Linked DNA regions of Rattus norvegicus: all the other regions are linked to region 3. A link is a contact called in public Hi-C data. All regions are on one chromosome and are shown on one strand. Each heading gives the region's core, a stretch centred on a gene start, on an enhancer-like site or on the middle of the called end of the contact. The rest is flanking DNA. Distances are from core to core; before and after follow the strand shown.

Region 1 (2,700 bases), core at 110-2,609, 200 kb after region 3:
CTTGTTCATAACATAATTACCCGTTTATTCTATTCTAAGTCATGCCGCGTGCCTGGTCTTCATTTTCACGTAACCAGCTTCTGAGTCTGGATCAAATCTTGCACCCCGGACCGTCTCTCAGAAGCCTTTCTGTCTCCCGGATGGCTCACCCTCTAACCCTGCCTCGGCTCATCAGCCCGAGGCTTTTTTACTGACAGGTGAATGAATGCGTTTACACATGCGCAGGAGATTCTCTCTACATTTCCTTACATTGGTTTGTCTGGGGACTAAACCTGGGGCTTTGCAGGCTGTTGTCTCATTACAGCGGTCTACAGGGTGACGGCTTCTTATCCCAGACTCTTCTAGGAACTACCAGGAAGGTCCAGTAGAGGTCGCTGTACTCTCATGTGCAATAGACCTATTGTAGCTCCGTTACCTCTGGAAAGACTCTAAACTTTCCAGACGAAACAGCAGGTTGAAGGACGGCTCCACCTTCCCGATACCACAACACACGGGGCTCCTGGAACTTCCAACGCAGAAGGCAGAGATTGAGAAAATTATGGGAAACTGACAGGGAATCAGTTTATTTCCTGTTGGGAAATCACACTACTAATGCCATGAAGAAGGTGTTAGGTAATTTGTGTACGGAGCAAGAGAAGCAATGGCTACACCCTCTCACCTCAGGTTCCGTTAGACTTGACAGGCGTGAGAAAAGAATTCTCATGAATACAGGATTCCAGGATGACAGATCTGGTGGCGTCCCTAATTTATAGAGAGGGTCCGCCAGTTTCTAAAAGTATTTTTTGGTTTGGGCTAAGACAGAAGGATCAAAGTGTTTAAGAGATGAGGAGAGATTCAAAACAACCGGAGGAATTTTTTTTCTTTAACTGTTTCCTGACATCAAAGAAAAACTCCGGAAGAAGTCTGATTCAGAAGCGCCTCCAAAACCTTCACTGAGGGGAGGCATCTCGGTCAGCTGGAAGCCAATCAGAGAACTGGTGGCTAAGCCCGGGTTTTCAGAGAGAACTGAATGGCGTGACTGAAGGCTAGGAAGGCCCCGGCATTCACTACCAAGCTAAAAGGAACCAAATAAATGATAAGTGTCAGTAGTGGAGGAAGAACGCAGGCCGAAAACAAAAGGAAGGCAAAGGAGGTTGGCCCCAGTCCCCCCAGGCACTGGGGAACAAACAGGGATCCATGACAGAGAAGAGGGGGTAGAACCCCCCGGTGTGATGCACATCTGTTTGAAGCGGGGTGAGCAGATCCTGGAGATGCGAGCATCCCTTCCCCAGGCCAGCCCTGCCCTCCCCTCCCCCACAGCTCTGTGTGAGCTCACAATACTCACCCTTCTGGTGCCAGTGGCTTCATAGGGCCTCCAACAGACCAAAATGGAAAGCTTTGGATGAAGAGAGCCTGCCGTGGTGAGAAGTCAGAGGATTCAGAAAGGCTGGTATGAGGACAGGTAAGCCTGGAAGGGAAGGGCCTGCTTCCGTTCTCCTCAGCATTGACGTTTCAGGCTGCAATATGCACTTCGGACTTCTTTTTTTTTAAGTTTGGAATTTAAGTTTTTTTTTTTTTAAACAAGAGTCTTTGGGTCTGGCATACAGCAATTCCTGACCTTTCCTGAACCAATCAAAAATAAGTCATTTAAAAATACCTAGCCAGAGTTCCATCTACATGAAGAAGGTGTTTGGTATTTGCGTATTTGTATTTTGTAACAAGACGGGCAATGCCTACACCCTCTCACCTTAGGTTCCATTGGAATCGGCGTGCGTGCGTGAGGAAGAGTTCCAGTTTACACTAGGTTTGAAAAAGCAAGTTGGGGGCTGGAGAGATGGCTCAGTGGTTAAGAGTGCTGACTGCTCTCCCAGAGATCCTGAGTTCAAATCCCAGCAACCACGTGGTGGCTCACAACCATCTGTGATGAGATCTGATGCCCTCTTCTGGTGTGTCTGAGGACAGCGACAGTGTACATATATAAATATGATAAATAAGTGAGTCTTTTTAAAAAAGAAAAAGCAAATTGGAGGGGCTGGAGAGAGAGTTCAGCAACTGAGTTTACCGCATTTCCCTGCACCCATGTTGGGCAGCTTAGAACTCCCGCTCCAGGAGATCCAACACTCTCTCTGCTCCCCAAAGTAACCTGCACACAAGAGGCAGACACACATGAACGAAAATTGTTTTAAATCACCCAAAAGGCAACCTGGAATTCTTTTTTTTTAATGTTTTTTTTTAAAGATTTATTTATTTATTTTATGTATGTGAGTACACTGTAGCAGAATTCAGACACACCAAAAGACAGCATTGGATTCCGTGAATGGGGGGTTGGGGATTTGGCTCAGTGGTAGAGCGCTTGCCTAGCAAGCGCAAGGCCCTGGGTTCAGTCCCCAACTCCGGAAAAAAAAAAAAAGAAAGAAAAGAAAAGAAAAGGATTCCGTGAATGGTAATGAGCCACCACGTGGTTGCTGGGAATCGAACTCAGGACCTCTGGAAGAGCAGTCAGTGCTCTTAACCGCTGAGCCATCTCTCCAGCCCCAGCAACCTGGAATTCTTACAGAGAAAGTATTTTAAGGGAACTGGCAGCGCCATCCAGCCTTTAGAGAAGTTTACTATCCACATAGTCACCGAAGTAACTAGCAGGTTTTTTAAATCTAAGGATGCCTAAGTGACACTCGCTTGTAATCACAGCATTTAGGAATCCGAGGCAGGATTTCTTTCGAG
Region 2 (2,700 bases), core at 138-2,637, 180 kb after region 3:
AGAGGAAAGTGTCCCCTGCTGGGGCAGAAAAGGAGGTCTCCTTGGTCCCCCTTCCTGGGGAACTGCTGCGTCCCCAGGAATGCTCTACAATGCCAGAGGTCTGTGCTTGCACCACTGGGCATCCTTTATGTCTCTGACCTTGTCAGTGTCCGTCCCATCCTCTGAGGGTGAGGGGTATGTCATGATCTGCCCATCTCAGAGCCTGGACCTTGCTTTCCACAGAATGTATGCAACAACGAACTCTCCTAAATCTCCTCGTCCATGACAGCTGGATGCAGAGCAGGAAATTACATAACTGTACGGGTATTTGGTTCTGTGCCAGATGCTATTATCATATTAGGAGATAGCATGATCAAGAAAATATAATATACTAAAAAGTCCACGTGTATGTCTGTCTGTAGTAGGTTTGTTATATATATATATGTGTGTGTGTGTGTGTGTGTGTGTGTGTGTATATATATATATATATATGTATATATATATATATAAATCTCAGTTATAATCTCAGTTTTATAGTCTGTGAAAGACCTCTTTAGGTCAATACAATACTGCAGTGACACAAAGCCAGCAGGATATCTAGTGTAAAGCTCAGTATTTAGCATTTCTATTAGAACCCTTTATCCTGGTTAGCAGGCACTTTCCATCAACATTGCATAGACACACACACACACACACACACACACACACACACACACACACATCAATGTAAGCAGTGTGAGTAAAATCAGCTCACATGATTGTTTTTTCTAGTATGGAAGCGAGGTTCTCATTTAGTGTTAAGATCTACCAGCCAGGCACGGTGGCGCAGCTGGAAATGGCAGTGTAAGCCTTTAGTCTCAGCACTCGGAGCAAAGACGGGGATCTACGTGAGTTCAAGGCCAGGTCTACGAGTTAGTTCCGGGACAGCCAGGGCTACACAGAGAAACCGTGTCACAAACAAAAACAAACAAAGATTTTTGATGGCATTCCATTTGCCAAGGGAATAGATTAAACTGCCAAGCCTGAGTTTTCCCTCTATAAACCAGGAAACAAAGTTCCTTAAATTACCGAGTAACCTTGAGTGAGACCTTAGGGAAGCAAATGGAAAATAGCATTCCTTTATGTTCTAAAAAGTGACTTAATGCCTATACTGTAAAGACACAACCTCAAAATCCCAACTTTTCAAAGCCGGCTTGATGGGATCTGGGTGCTTTATAAATATCAGGGAAGGGACTGAAAATACACATAAGCAATTCTAAAACCCAAGAGACCAAACCCAAGAATAAGGTGGGTGAGTCGGCACCACCCAGATTCCTCTTCAGTGAAGGACTTCCTTCCCCCAGCTGTTCAGAGAGCTGCCCTTGGTTCCACTCAGTCATCCTTAGCTATCACACAATCCCTTTCAGGATTACTTCAGAACTAGTCAGCAGCCTTGCCCAAGGTCACACTCTTCCCGGGTGACGCCTATCCCATGATGCAATGGCTATATTGTGGGAATGGACGTCAGCCAAGGCCAATTTAGGACAACATGTTGAGCTCTAGTACTGTGAGAATGAACGCCCTGTGGGCTTCATGGAGACTGTAGCTGGAGTGCATCACTGCTGAATTTATCCCTCGGTTTCCTTTCCCATCTTTCTACAGATTTTGATCCCAAGGCACTCCATCATAAACACCCCGCATACTAAGCTCTGTCTACGAGCGCACCACCAGTACCAGGTCAATGACAACTCAGTACATCATTCTATTTTGTTTCTTTGAGACAGAGTTCCTCTATGTAGCCCACACTGGCCATGAATTAGGAGAAAGTTCTGATCCCCTTAATTTAGCTTCTGAGTGCTGGGTTTATAGGTATGGGTCACCACAGCTTCTCGGTCATCATTACTCACAACAAATATATCACACCATTAATAATTTGCCACTAACTATAAGACACTGACTGTCCAACAAGTTACATTGTTCCTAATCTTAACCTGTATATCTGTCTGTAGATTAACAGGAAAAAAAGCCATGGCATACTTTTTTTTTCTTTTCTTTTTTTTTGGAGCTGGGGACGGAACCCAGAGCCTTGCACTTGCTAGGCAAGCACTCTACCACTGAGCTAAATCCCCAATCCTGCATACTTTTTTAAAATATGGTTTCTGCCTGGCGTAGTGGCTCACGCCTTCAGCCCTAGTACTCAGGAGGCAAAGGCAGGCAGATCTCTGTGAGTTCAAAGCCAGCCTGGTCTACAGAGTAAGGTTCAAGACAGCCAGGGATATTATACAAAGAAACCCTGTCTCAAAACAAACTAATTAAGTAATAAACGGGTCTTTAAAAATGGTGGTGTTTCGGGGTTGGGGATTTAGCTCAGTGGTAGAGCGCTTGCCTAGTTTTTTGAGCTGGGAGTTAAAGAATGAGAGGATTGACCTAAGGGGAGTGGGCATCATATCGAGTGTGATCAGATTGCATTTGTATGGAATTCCAAAATAATTAATAAAAACATTATGTTGGGGGGAGGGGAAAATTCCGTACAGGCCCGTCGCAAACTTCATTTGCTATTAGTTTCTTGGTCAAGGACAGTGCTGCATAAGGCACCATGATAGCAGCAAGGGCATTCTATGGTCCAGAGATGGTCATTTAGGCTGAAGCACTGCACACAAAGAAAACCCATAATCAGAGTGTCTATTCCAATACAAGCAAATGGCCTTTCATATGGATGAAGTCCAGTATAATCACCCTGAC
Region 3 (2,700 bases), core at 108-2,607:
GCAATCGGCGCTGCATTGTGAGCCACGAGAGCATTGTGGGTCACGAAGAGCATTGTGGGCCACGAGAGCTTTGTGGGCCACGAAGAGCATTGTGGGCCACGAAGAGCATTGTGGGTCACGAAGAGCACTGTGGATCATGAAGAGCATCGGGGGCCAAGAGAGTATTGTGGGCTACGAAGAGCATCGTGGGCCACGAAAACATCGCTGAGAGACCCAGAGTCGGCCACTTAGGAACTCCATGGCCTGAGGCAGCTCACTGCAACCTCAGGACCCACTAAACTATAAAGTGCGGAAAACGACAGTATTTCTGTCAAAGGTTGTCATGGGACCGAGCCCCCTTCTGTCCTCACCCCCCAGTCAGTCTTTACCTTCGTACCTGGAAGATGACATTTGACAATAGACATTAAATGACTATTTTCTAGTTATAAATATGTTTGCAAACCCAGAAAAATTAACCTAAGAGGCCTTTAGGCTTATAATGCCAAATTTTGTCATTCTATTGAATTCTACAAGACAGAACCACCAAATGTCCCCTAAACATTTCCACCTTCACACCTTCATGAAAGGTCTTTCTTGCCACTTTTTAGCCCACTCAAAAGCCACCATCTTATTTCCGCCACCCCACTTCTGCTAGGCACCCCAGCCTCTGGCCTATTTTGTTTAATGTGCAAGGTTTTACCTGTCTTTGTTTGAGAGGTGGTTCTATTTTGTTTTGTAGAGATGACGTCTTACTCTATAGCCCTGACTGGCCTCAAACTGACGATTTTCCTACTTCAATCTCCTTGAGGGTAGTGTTAGACAGGCACGTGTCACCATGACAGGCTTATATGCAAAGTATTATACACTAAGTCACACGGCGGGCCTCTAAGGAAATTCCCGATGCTTTGTGCACACTTCTCAGCACGTGGGTAAATTCTCACTGACTAAAAATAGGAGGAGTTAAAACTCTTTAGTTTTAGTTTAGGAGAAAGTCACTCTTTAGTCGAATATTTGAATGCAAGTTAATTAGGAATATGTTTGACATGCGCGCTGTTACTGAGCCTTCTCTACTTCTAAAGCAGCTCGAGGGCTCTACCCACCCCCACCCCTACCCCCACCCCCACCCCCGAATTGGTCTAATCTACTGTAGGCAAAAGTTTGTAGGTTACCTGGTTCCCCTTCATTCCTTCGCTTCTAAAACGTGTGGCAAAGCAAAAAACGCCCCAAGCAATCATTTGTGGATAAAAAAAAAGAAAAAGAAAAAACCACCTGCACGTGGGAAAAGAACTGATGTGGTTTAAAAATCACTCGGAGGGAGAGAGTAAACCGCCTCTCCCATCGCTGTTCTCAACAACACTGCAAAGCGAATTCCTTATGAATCACAGCAGGAACGCGGGGCAAGACACATTTTTGGATGGTGGCTTGATTTTTTTCTTCACCAAGTGGGGCTTTAAATTTTGGCCCAAAATATTAGAAAACATTCAGTCTGCTGAGAGGACAGAGTTGGGATTTAAAAATGGCGTCCTTGGCCATCGGAGCTTAATGTTCTCTGCGATTATAAATCGGGAAGCTGATCCTCCTGGCTTCGTTTTGTTGTTGATCTTTTTGTGCAGCCCCGGCTGTCCTCACGACTCACTCTCTTCCTGCCTCAGCCGTCCAGGTCCTGGGATTACAGCAACAGCCTGCCATGCTGGGTATTTCTGCCTCTTTCTAAATTTTAATCCTTGTAACTATTTTTTACAGTTGATGTCCCGTTTTTTTTCTATTATACCTCTGGAATTGTCCAGAAATTGAACCAAATGGCAAAGGTTTTTCATTGAGTTTCCCGAGGGACTGTTGTCATTGATATGTGACCCTAATGCCACCTACACCTGATGTGTAGGCATGCGGGTGACACTAGATGTTGGATTCAGCGAGCCATTACTGTTCTATTTCAACAAAGGTGATATTTGATGGACTTTTTCCTTCCTATGTAGGCCCCTCCTTTCCTTATCTTCCTTTTCTTTTTGTTTTGAGACTGAGTCTTGTTGTGTAGCCCAGGCTAGCCTTGGATTTGTGATCCTTCTGTTCTCCTCAGTGTTGGGATTATAGGTGTGTGCCCAGGTGTGCTTCCCTTTTGAGGTTTTAATGTTTATGTATGCATTGCAGTCCAAAGACCTTTTAATTAGTGGTGTGCTGTGATAAATATTAATAAAAGAATCTCTCCCATCCCTTGCTGGTGCTGGCTCTGTTAGGACACATGGCACCTGCAGGATATTTTCATCTCAGTCAGCAAAGCGTCTCACCTGCTACGCTCCATCCCATCTCACGCTGCTGACGGCTACTCTCCGAGGCTGGTAGCCATCTCTCTACCCATCTAGTTCCCAAGGCGGGTCGCTGCCACGCCAGTTTCATACAGAGACTGCCTATCTCGTAGCTCACATTCCCAGCATCTGCCTCCTGTGGTTATAGTCACAGCTCCCAGTAACCCATTTAAACCAAAACTCAATAAGCTTGTAATTTAGCAATCAGATTTATATCTTAAATTCTCAGTCCACAAAACGTCCATATAATAAACCTACCACCAATAGATGATGATATAAACTGCCCTATAAAAGACAAACTGTCCTATAAAAATCCACCCCTTAAGAAATATAACGTGCGAGGCCCTGGGTTCGGTCCCCAGCTCCAAAAGAAAAAAAAAAAGAAATATTCATAACTATCTGCGGCCATTTAAGGCCA

Evidence for each region. Hi-C and Micro-C count contacts between places; a contact is called where the count stands out from the background.
Region 1: a Hi-C map of the A7r5 cell line shows a contact between it and region 3, with 5 times the contacts expected there. The contact joins the promoter of Usp44 here to the enhancer-like site in region 3. A contact is called at or near these places in 10 of 12 Hi-C or Micro-C datasets (the A7r5 cell line, the Rat2 cell line, Schwann cells and 6 more) and 1 of 1 datasets of contacts at active chromatin or transcription factors (oligodendrocytes).
Region 2: a Hi-C map of the A7r5 cell line shows a contact between it and region 3, with 4 times the contacts expected there. The contact joins two enhancer-like sites. A contact is called at or near these places in 10 of 12 Hi-C or Micro-C datasets (the A7r5 cell line, the Rat2 cell line, Schwann cells and 6 more) and 1 of 1 datasets of contacts at active chromatin or transcription factors (oligodendrocytes).

What each region holds. Positions count from the first base shown.
Region 1 is chr7:30,249,846-30,252,545 of GRCr8, forward strand. It overlaps Usp44 (ubiquitin specific peptidase 44), which reads left to right and starts at 1,360. Exons shown (of 8, transcript NM_001394071.2): 1 at 1,360-1,441.
Region 2 is chr7:30,229,409-30,232,108 of GRCr8, forward strand. No RefSeq gene overlaps it. Among named protein-coding and RNA genes, the nearest start is that of Usp44, 20 kb to the right of the region's middle. Within about 2 kb of position 1,388, at least 14 of the 93 cell types and tissues checked have an H3K27ac peak or open chromatin away from gene starts, as enhancers often do. A contact at or near this core is called in the A7r5 cell line, where this site is marked.
Region 3 is chr7:30,047,239-30,049,938 of GRCr8, forward strand. No RefSeq gene overlaps it. Among named protein-coding and RNA genes, the nearest start is that of Snrpf, 24 kb to the left of the region's middle. Within about 2 kb of position 1,358, at least 5 of the 93 cell types and tissues checked have an H3K27ac peak or open chromatin away from gene starts, as enhancers often do. A contact at or near this core is called in the A7r5 cell line, where this site is marked.